Linked DNA regions of Gossypium arboreum: region 1 is linked to region 2. A link is a contact called in public Hi-C data. All regions are on one chromosome and are shown on one strand. The core of a region is the stretch at or near the end of the contact, and the rest is flanking DNA. Distances in the headings are between cores, read along the strand shown.

What was found. Hi-C and Micro-C count contacts between places; a contact is called where the count stands out from the background.
Region 1: a contact with region 2 is called in a Hi-C map of leaf, with 2.2 times the contacts expected there. The contact joins the promoter of LOC108482509 here to the promoter of LOC108476229 in region 2. A contact is called at or near these places in 2 of 5 Hi-C or Micro-C datasets (both in leaf).

What each region holds. Positions count from the first base shown.
Region 1 is chr8:52,925,716-52,930,117 of ASM2569848v2, forward strand. It overlaps LOC108482509 (protein DMR6-LIKE OXYGENASE 2-like), which reads right to left and starts at 1,704. Exons shown (of 4, transcript XM_017785644.2): 1 at 1,437-1,704; 2 at 1,094-1,341; 3 at 689-1,010; 4 at 197-599. The coding sequence starts at 1,661. The coding sequence ends at 348.
Region 2 is chr8:52,559,979-52,564,400 of ASM2569848v2, forward strand. It overlaps LOC108476229 (granule-bound starch synthase 1, chloroplastic/amyloplastic-like), which reads right to left and starts at 1,600. Exons shown (of 14, transcript XM_017778370.2): 1 at 1,316-1,600; 2 at 816-1,164; 3 at 648-728; 4 at 428-526; 5 at 248-337; 6 at 80-143. The coding sequence starts at 1,154.

The DNA of each region.
Region 1 (4,402 bases), core at 454-2,953, 370 kb after region 2:
AGGTTGCTAAAAAAGTAAAATTCACTATAATTTTCAAATTCATAGATTGGTTATAATCTTAATATTTTTTTTAATATAACTACTTTACACATATAAATAAAATCCAAATTGAAATCCTCAAAATTCGCATTTAAAGTTTTGATGTTCTTGTAAATTGAAAAAGTAGAAGGTAGGAAGAGGTGAGTTGCAAGTCCCGTTTGCAGAGATGGAAATGTATATGAAACAGTGAAATACCATCATCTAGCACCTTAATTAAGACGCTTCAGTAATTAACATTATCTGGGAGGTCGAATAAGACAACTCCGTGTAATCTCGACTTTAAAGTATGAATTCATGACAATAGATAATTATGGAACACAAGTTTTGAACATGTCGAGGCAGCATTCGCTAGCAAGTCCCCTCTTCCAAAATTTTTCATAGTATTCCCCATAACTAAAACTTCGATACACTGCAGGGTGATCATCGTCGATCAAGTCCGTAGCAGGGCCTATCAAAGCATCAGGTGAGGGACAATAGAAGGTTGGGATGGATATTCGTTCTTTATTGCAGTTCACAACAGCTCGATGGAGCACGCTTTTGTAACGATCATTGCTAATTACCTGTGACAAAAGATTACCACTCACTTTATTTTTTTTTCTGGATTAAGAAATAAATAAACAAAGGTTACAATCACTATCCACCACTTCACCTGCATTTGATCGCCGATGTTGACAATGAAGGTGTTGCAAATGGGATTGACAGTAATCCACTTGCCATCTCTTAAAACCTGTAATCCAGGGACGTCATCTTGAAGAAGAATAGTTATTAAATTAGGATCGGTATGGCCAGGCAAGCCATAAGTAAGTTCTGGTTGTGGACAAGGTGGATAGTAGTTTAAAGCCATGTGTTGCCCATGCTTGCTTAGGGTCTTATCTATATGATCTCTCTTCAGCCCTAAGCTGTCTGATATGGCCTCAAGCAGTCGTAGCACTAAACCTCTAACGCTACTGCAATACTCGGCTACGTCGCCCCTGACAGGAACCACAAATTCAGTCATGCTTAAAATTAAAAGATGAAAACCATTGGCTTATTTATGGTACTATATTATTAAAACCTGAAGGAAGGGGGATTTGAAGGCCATGCGTTTACGTGATCTTGGAGAGGGTAGCAATGGAGTCTCAGAAAATCCCTCCAGTTGGCAACCTTCTCCGTCTTAACGTTGAAACTAGTTGACAACCGGTTGGCGACGGACGGGTCGTCGGAGTAATTCTTCAACCGCTCACTCTCCGGTAAATAAAAGAAATCTCTAGCTAAACGCAGCATGTTGTTGATGGTGGCTTCTGAAACCCCATGGTTCTTAACCTGATCATTTAGCAGAACAGAAATCACTAAACAGAATTAACTAGTAGGAGTAGCAAGCGACAATTATAGCCAAATCAAAATATTTGTTTGGATACCTGAAAGAAACCATCATGTTGGCAAGCTAGGGCAATCTGTTTAAGAACATGAGAGCGGTTGGGGCCATGGAGGTCCTGAAGGTCGATCAGAGGGATGGAAACATCTGATACATGAACATCAACCAGGTTTGGACGGTCGGAGATTGGTCTGATGTAATTGGTAGGCACCAGTTTGACTGTAGTTGCGAGGTCAGTGAGTAATAGCTTGGTGGTGGAGAGCGCCATGGGAATGGAGTATGATATTTAATTACTTTGCACAACTTTGGAGGTTCCGGCTTTCAGCACCCATTTAAAGCACTCATTTTCTGATGACGTTGAGATGCTGATATCACAAGATGTACGTAATCTTTCTGCCATTTATTTTTAATTGAAAAATTCCAGAATCGGACAAATGATGTTACGGCTTTTACAGCATCACATTCCTTAACTAATGTCAAAGGCCATGTGAACATGAAGATGGTATTCTTGCAGTTTAATCAGGAATGTCAAATTACTTTCACATGTGAATGATTGCCAAGTCACTGGTTTCTTTCTCTTTTTAAATGACAGTTTAAATATTCAAAATCCTAAATATCTTAATAATTAAAAATTATTAATTAGATTTAGTATTTGTATTTGTAATTATAAAGACAACAGAAATTATTCCATACCTTAACAACCATCTGATTATCTTATTTACGGGTGCAACCAAATTGAAATGCATGCTCATGTCGGTACGCTAACACCATTAATTAATGTAATATTTTATCTATTTTATAATTTAAATAATAATTATATATTTTACCCTCTATTTTTATAAAAAATTATTTTATTTCTTAATTTAATTTTTCGTCTTTTTTAGTTATTAAATTTAAAGATATTTAAATTTCTGTTAAAACTAAATTAATTAACCAAGCTGATCTAATTCGGTTAATCAACCAATGGTCGAACATAGTTTGGTCGGAGGTTGGTTAATGGTTTTTTGAAATTTCAATTACTGGTTAATTCGGTTCGAAATTAGATAATTAACTGAATTAACCGAACTTAATAATTAATATTATGTGTTAATTTCAATACTTATGTAGTGTTTTTCATTATATAGTGTTTCAAGACATAAAATTTCGATTAATTCGATTAATTTTCAAGATAAAAATATATATTTCGGTTAATTTCAATGTATTTATTTGATATGTTTTATACTTGTTTTAACTAAAAGATAAAAATATATAAATTCGGTTAATTCAGTTAACCAATCGAATTAACCGAAATATTTCAGTTCGGTTAAATTTTTTTTGAAAAAATTTCGCTTCGGCTAACGGTTAAAGGATTATACAGTTCAGTTAATGCTAGTTCGGTTCGGTTATCGTTTTAACACCCATATTTGAACTTGTGTTTTTTTATCAAATCATCCAAATGATTAGAAAAGTCAATATTTCTTAACTCTGCTAATGTGGCTTAGACATAAATGACACATCACATTCAATTAATTTTTAAATTTTAAAATTTTAAAAATTATAAAAATATTTTAAAACTTAAAATCATTAAAATATTAAAAGTTGTAAAATTATAAAAAATTTAATATTTTAAAATTTAAAAATTAATTAAATACTAACATATCATCAAATCACAATTCATATATATTTTACATTAACTAAGTTAACAAAATTAATTTTTCATGATAAAATTGATAAAAATATAAATTTAGAAAAATTAAATAAAAAGTAAATTCTTTTAATCGAATGTGCAAAAGAGTTAGACATTTATATATTTCAAGCCGAAAAAGAGTGGCCACTTATGATAGGCAGGTAGGCCCCTAGGCTTACAACAAGAAAAGCTGTCGACAAAGGCTTCGTATGGTAAGTAGGAACGGATGACGTCACTCATAGCGACGTCGGTCATAGTGAGCTTAGCTATGTCATCGATGACGCTAAGCTATTTTACTTTTAAATCCACTAAAAAGTGAGGCTAGTTTACCCATTTGACCCCAAAAAAATTTATTATTTACAAAAATGGCATTAATTCAAAAATATTTATCTTAAAATGAACAATAAAATTGAGTTATAAAAACTAGATAGTCTGCATCACTATTTTTTTCTATTAAAAAATAATTTTTGGGGTTTTAGACACTATATAACAAGCACCCATATATATTTTTTTTAAATTTTTTGGATGCTGGCATATTAATAGCTAGCACCCTTTTATCTTATTACAAAATAATTTTTTTGAGGTGTGGTGCCTGCCAACAAATGGCCAAAATCACCCAACAAAAGAGATTGGAAATATTGCAACACACCCCCTCGTTGTTTTTCCATCTTTTTTATTTCCCAAGTTTAATTACATATTTTATATTTTAAAACAATATTGAAATACTTATCATATTTTTAAAACAATAACGAGTAATATATTTATAAAACATGATAAGTATTTCAATATTATTTTAAAATATAAAATATGTAATTAAACTTGGGAAATAAAATATGTTGCAATATTATCAATCTCTTTTGTTGAGTGATTTTGGCCATTTGTTGGTTGGCACCACACCCCAAAAAAATTATTTTTTTAATCAAATAAATGGGTGCCGACCATTAGTGTGCCAGCACCCAAAAAAAATTTTGAAAAAAATACATGGGTGCCAGCCATCTAGTGTCCAAAACCCCAAAAATTATTTTTTTAATAAAAAAATAGTGGTGTCGGCCATCTAGTTCCCATAATTCAATTTTACTATTTATTTTAGGTCATTTGGGTGAATGTTTTTGAACCAGGATCATTTTTGTAAATATAATTTTTTTGATTAGATTAGTAAAATAGCTAAAAAGTGAAGACAGAGTTGATTGAGGCAATTAGGATTCAGCTATTTTATTAACGCCAACTTGTGGGGAGTTTATAGCATACGTTTCTTAACATTCACTTTCAAATAATTAGTTTAGAGTTAAAACTATTGTTAAGGTATTTGTATTAGAAGTTAGATTTAGACCTAATTTGGTATC
Region 2 (4,422 bases), core at 350-2,849:
AAGCACATTAGCCTAAACCATTTCATGGAAGAAGAGAGTTAAACTTTCAAGGTTAGAACTAAAGAGGAAGACTTCATACCATATGGTCCTGAGAAATTTTTACTGCTATTTAAATTTAGAACCCTGGGTGCCTCCAAAGCAGCCTAAAAACAAAAGAAGTAAAAATGGCATTAAATTAGGTTGACTTATATTTGAAAGAGATAATATCATGGTTAGACTCAGGGACATGGCAAAAATTTTATTTTACCTGGCATAACAAGCTGAACCGCAGTTGATTGTCTTCGTAGTCCAAACCTGCTCTGGGGCCATAGATTTTGGAAGCCGTTTTGCCCCATACCTGAATCATCAGAACAGCGACCATAAGAAAATTGATGAACTAGAATCATTTACGCAGGAACATTAAACCAAGGCAACAATCATTTCAAACCTTCTCAAGGAACATGGGGTGATCGACAAAGACACGATCAACTCCACGTTTGTAGCAGTGGAAGAACCGAACAGTTACAACTTTGTCTCCGACTTTTAGCTGCATATTAGGATCTCAAGTTTAAGAAATTAATCCAAACATAGATCCTTTTAGTGGAATATGAAGTACTAAAAAAGTAAAATATGATATCTCTTGAATCGAGCAGGATTGGAAACCTTACATCAACTAACACACTTGTGTCCCATGCATCCTTGTACTGATCATAGCGAGGACACACTGTCATAACACGGTGTCCTTTGGCCTATTGAACGATAAATAAGCAATAGCGGCTAGTTATCTCACTTAAATACCAAAACCAAAGCCAAAATCTCTACTTATATGTACTTACAGCCATTGCGGGAGGAAGTCCACCGAGGACATCACCGAGTCCACCAGTTTTGCTCCAGGGGCCACACTCAGCTGACACAAACACTATATTCATCCCTATTCCGCAAATAATTTTTCCCAAAGGCCTGTAATCTGCCTGTTTCATAGCTTTCGTAACGACAGCCTTTGCGTTGGTGGTCCTCATCCGCAACCTATCGACCTTGTTCAAAGACCGCAAACCATTGTGAGTCATGGCTTGATTCCTGGCACCAACCTGTGCAAGATTGGCCTTAGTGTCTGCTCCATGGCTGCTGAAATGAGAACTTGTCGAAACCAAGTGTGAGGTTGTCAGGGTTGCCATTGATCGAAAGCTGATACCAAAAAGAAAACCAAACCAAATTAACTAAAGACAAAAACCAAACATTTTATATAGCTTCAAGAGAACGTAGGGTGATGAAAAGCAAACAGGAACCTATGTAACTGATACAGTGGATCACTCAAAATCAGCTAAGTTAGCAGTACCTGAAGCACTCGAGATGGTTCACTCACTGAGTGCAGCTGGGTTAGGAGTGATGGAAGTTGTTGAAGTGGCGTGGTCACTGAAGTTCACCTAGGGTCTGCCAATTTGAACTGATTACAACGTTGAACTACAATAAAACGTGGCTTAATGAGAGAGGAGAAGTCTCATCTCAATGTCTAAGTGCTTCCCACGTGGAAGGTGGGGGCCCTTAGCTTAGTATGAGTATTCAGGAAATTTGCGGTCACTAGTCACGCTTAAATCTACGGTACAAGTGGTTCATAACTGGTGGGCTCCAACAAATGTCTGTTTCATCGTGAAAAAACTTAAAGTTGGTAGATTGCTTTTCCCGATATTTTATAATTTTAGTACTATGAATTGAAGTTAATTGACGGTGTCCAATTAGCCATGGCTGTATTTTTGCCTATTTTTTTCCTCTTGTTTTTAGTGCAAAAATTGGTAGCGGACAAACTTTTAGGTAGCGTAAGCGTTGGATTAAAATTATGTTAGAGAAGAGTTTATTGATATGAAGAATTTTAATTTAATTTAATTTTTTAAATTATGTTGAATGAAATTAAATTTAATTTGAGTCGAATTAAATTGAATTGAGTAAAATTATTTGAATCAGATTAAAAATTAAATATGTCAAATTAACATCTTGTTACCATATAATTAAATCTATTTTAAAGCATGTAAATTTGAAATAATATATATTTGAAAACTTTTTCAATTTTAAAGTAAATTAAGAAAAAAAGATAATTTAGTATGATAAACTTAAATCGTTAATTTATTTATTTATGTCCTAAAATTATTGTTTTAGAATTCTTTTAACTTTTTATATATTTTTAGAATTTTTTAATTTTTATAAAATTTTCAAAAATATATAAATTTTGGAGTTTTAAAAATATTTTGAATTTTAAAAATTAATTTGCTTATTTTTAAATTTTAACAATGATCGAATTACTTATTCGAGTTGACTCAAATTAATCAAATTAATTAACTCAAAATTTAAATTTTAAATTTTTTTAAATCAAATTAAATTTTACTATCATACTCTTAAACTCAGTAATTTATAAAGTATATGTATTTCATATTATATTTATATTATTTTTCAACATTATATTTATTTTATAGAACAATATTATATTTAAGTTTTTCATCATTTATAACTATATCACATCAGAAAATTATCAGCTTTTCCAGTCATGTGAATATTCCTTGGCATCCAGCATCGCATGTGCTGTGGAAGATATTTCTGCCAAATTTATACTGTATTCGTATGGTCATTTCCCTTCAAATCAATAATATTGACTCCATCGGTTCGTTAAATTTAATTAAATAAATTATTAAAATTATAAAATATTTAAAATAAAAATGAATTCAATCATCAATTCATATGAATTTGATTCACTTTTGAAACCATGTTAGGAGGATGTATTCTTTTAATAATATTATTATAAGTTTTGATCATATTTATTTTTATATGATATTTAGAATTATTCATAGTCTCTCCTTAACCCATAAATAAAAAATAATGCGCTTTATTATACTCGAACTCGCGTTCTCCTGCATTAATAACAATGTCAATTCTGATCGATTTAAGACTCAATCAACTGCAAAAGTTGCATCCTTTTAAACATTGCTAAAGATAAAATTCACATTTAGTTATTAACTTCAAAGGTTATTGTTGATAATCAATTTTAATGAAATAATTTTATAATCATATATATTACAATATTTTAAGTTTTAATGTGTTCATATCATAAATTTTGACTTAAGATAAGGAAATAAAGTAAGAATTTCTTGAAGTGGAAATTTGTAACATAAACTCTTTTGCTTTTATTATTATTATTATTATTATTATTATTATTATTATATATATATATAATTTTAACGGTATTTTGTAAGTTATATTTTCTTAATAAATTTTTCCAATTTGCTATATTAAATAATTTAACTTACAATTCTACATTATAAGTTACCGTAAATTTTAAAACAATTAAAAATTCTTTTTAAGTTTATCATTATTATAAAAATTAAATACACTATTAAAATTAAAATAGATATTTAAAATATAAATAATGGTACAATAAATTTGTTAGTGGTCATAATATTTAAATTTAATTAACAATCTATACCCACTAATTAATAATTAAAATTATATTAGAAATTATATATAAAAATAAAATTTCATACAACCTACCATTATAATATTTATACTTTAAAAAGTTTACAAAATTTAAAAAATAATTAAATGTAATTTTATTAATACATATAATCAATACATAGATGGTATGTAATGACTCGAATTTTACCGTTACGAAAAAGTGTATTTTTGGGTCTCCGTTTCTGAAAAATGAATTCAGTAAATATTTATTAAAAATATTTACGAAGTAAAATAGGTGGTTAATTAGAGTTTAATTAAGTGAATTTAAATTTAATTAAGAGTAATTAAGTAAAAGGACCAAATTGAATAAAGTGTGAAAGTTGAATTATATATTAAAAGAAAATAAAAAGGCTAAAAGAGCAATTATACAAAAGTATAAATTAAGGCGGAAGAAAATCTAAGATTTTTTATGTTTAGTATATTATTATATTATTATATAATAAAGATACTTTATATTTTAATTATATTATATTATATTATATTATATTATATTATATTATATATATAAACTAAAGAAGCAAATGAAAGGAAATAGAAACAGAATGAAACGAAATAGAGAGCAGGGGAGAAAAAGAAAGAAAGAAGGGGAGATAAGGGAAAATTGAAGGTTTGAAGCTTTAAGCTTTAATGGTCAATGTGGTACCGAAAATCTAAGCTAAGAAAGGACAAGATAAAGTCAACGGGAGTTAGCTCGAAAATTACGGTTTGTATTTCTATAATCTGAACTTAGTTATTATTTGTTATATTTATATACATATGGCAATTGTTAGTGTTAGAATTATGATGTTTTACAATTGGAATGGATTGATTTTGGTATGCGATGAATTTATTGAATTTATATTGATTGAAATTATTTTGATTGAATTTATATTGATTGAATTATATAATATATATGATTTATGTAGAAATTTGAATATTGAATGAATATTATATTGAAAAATATAT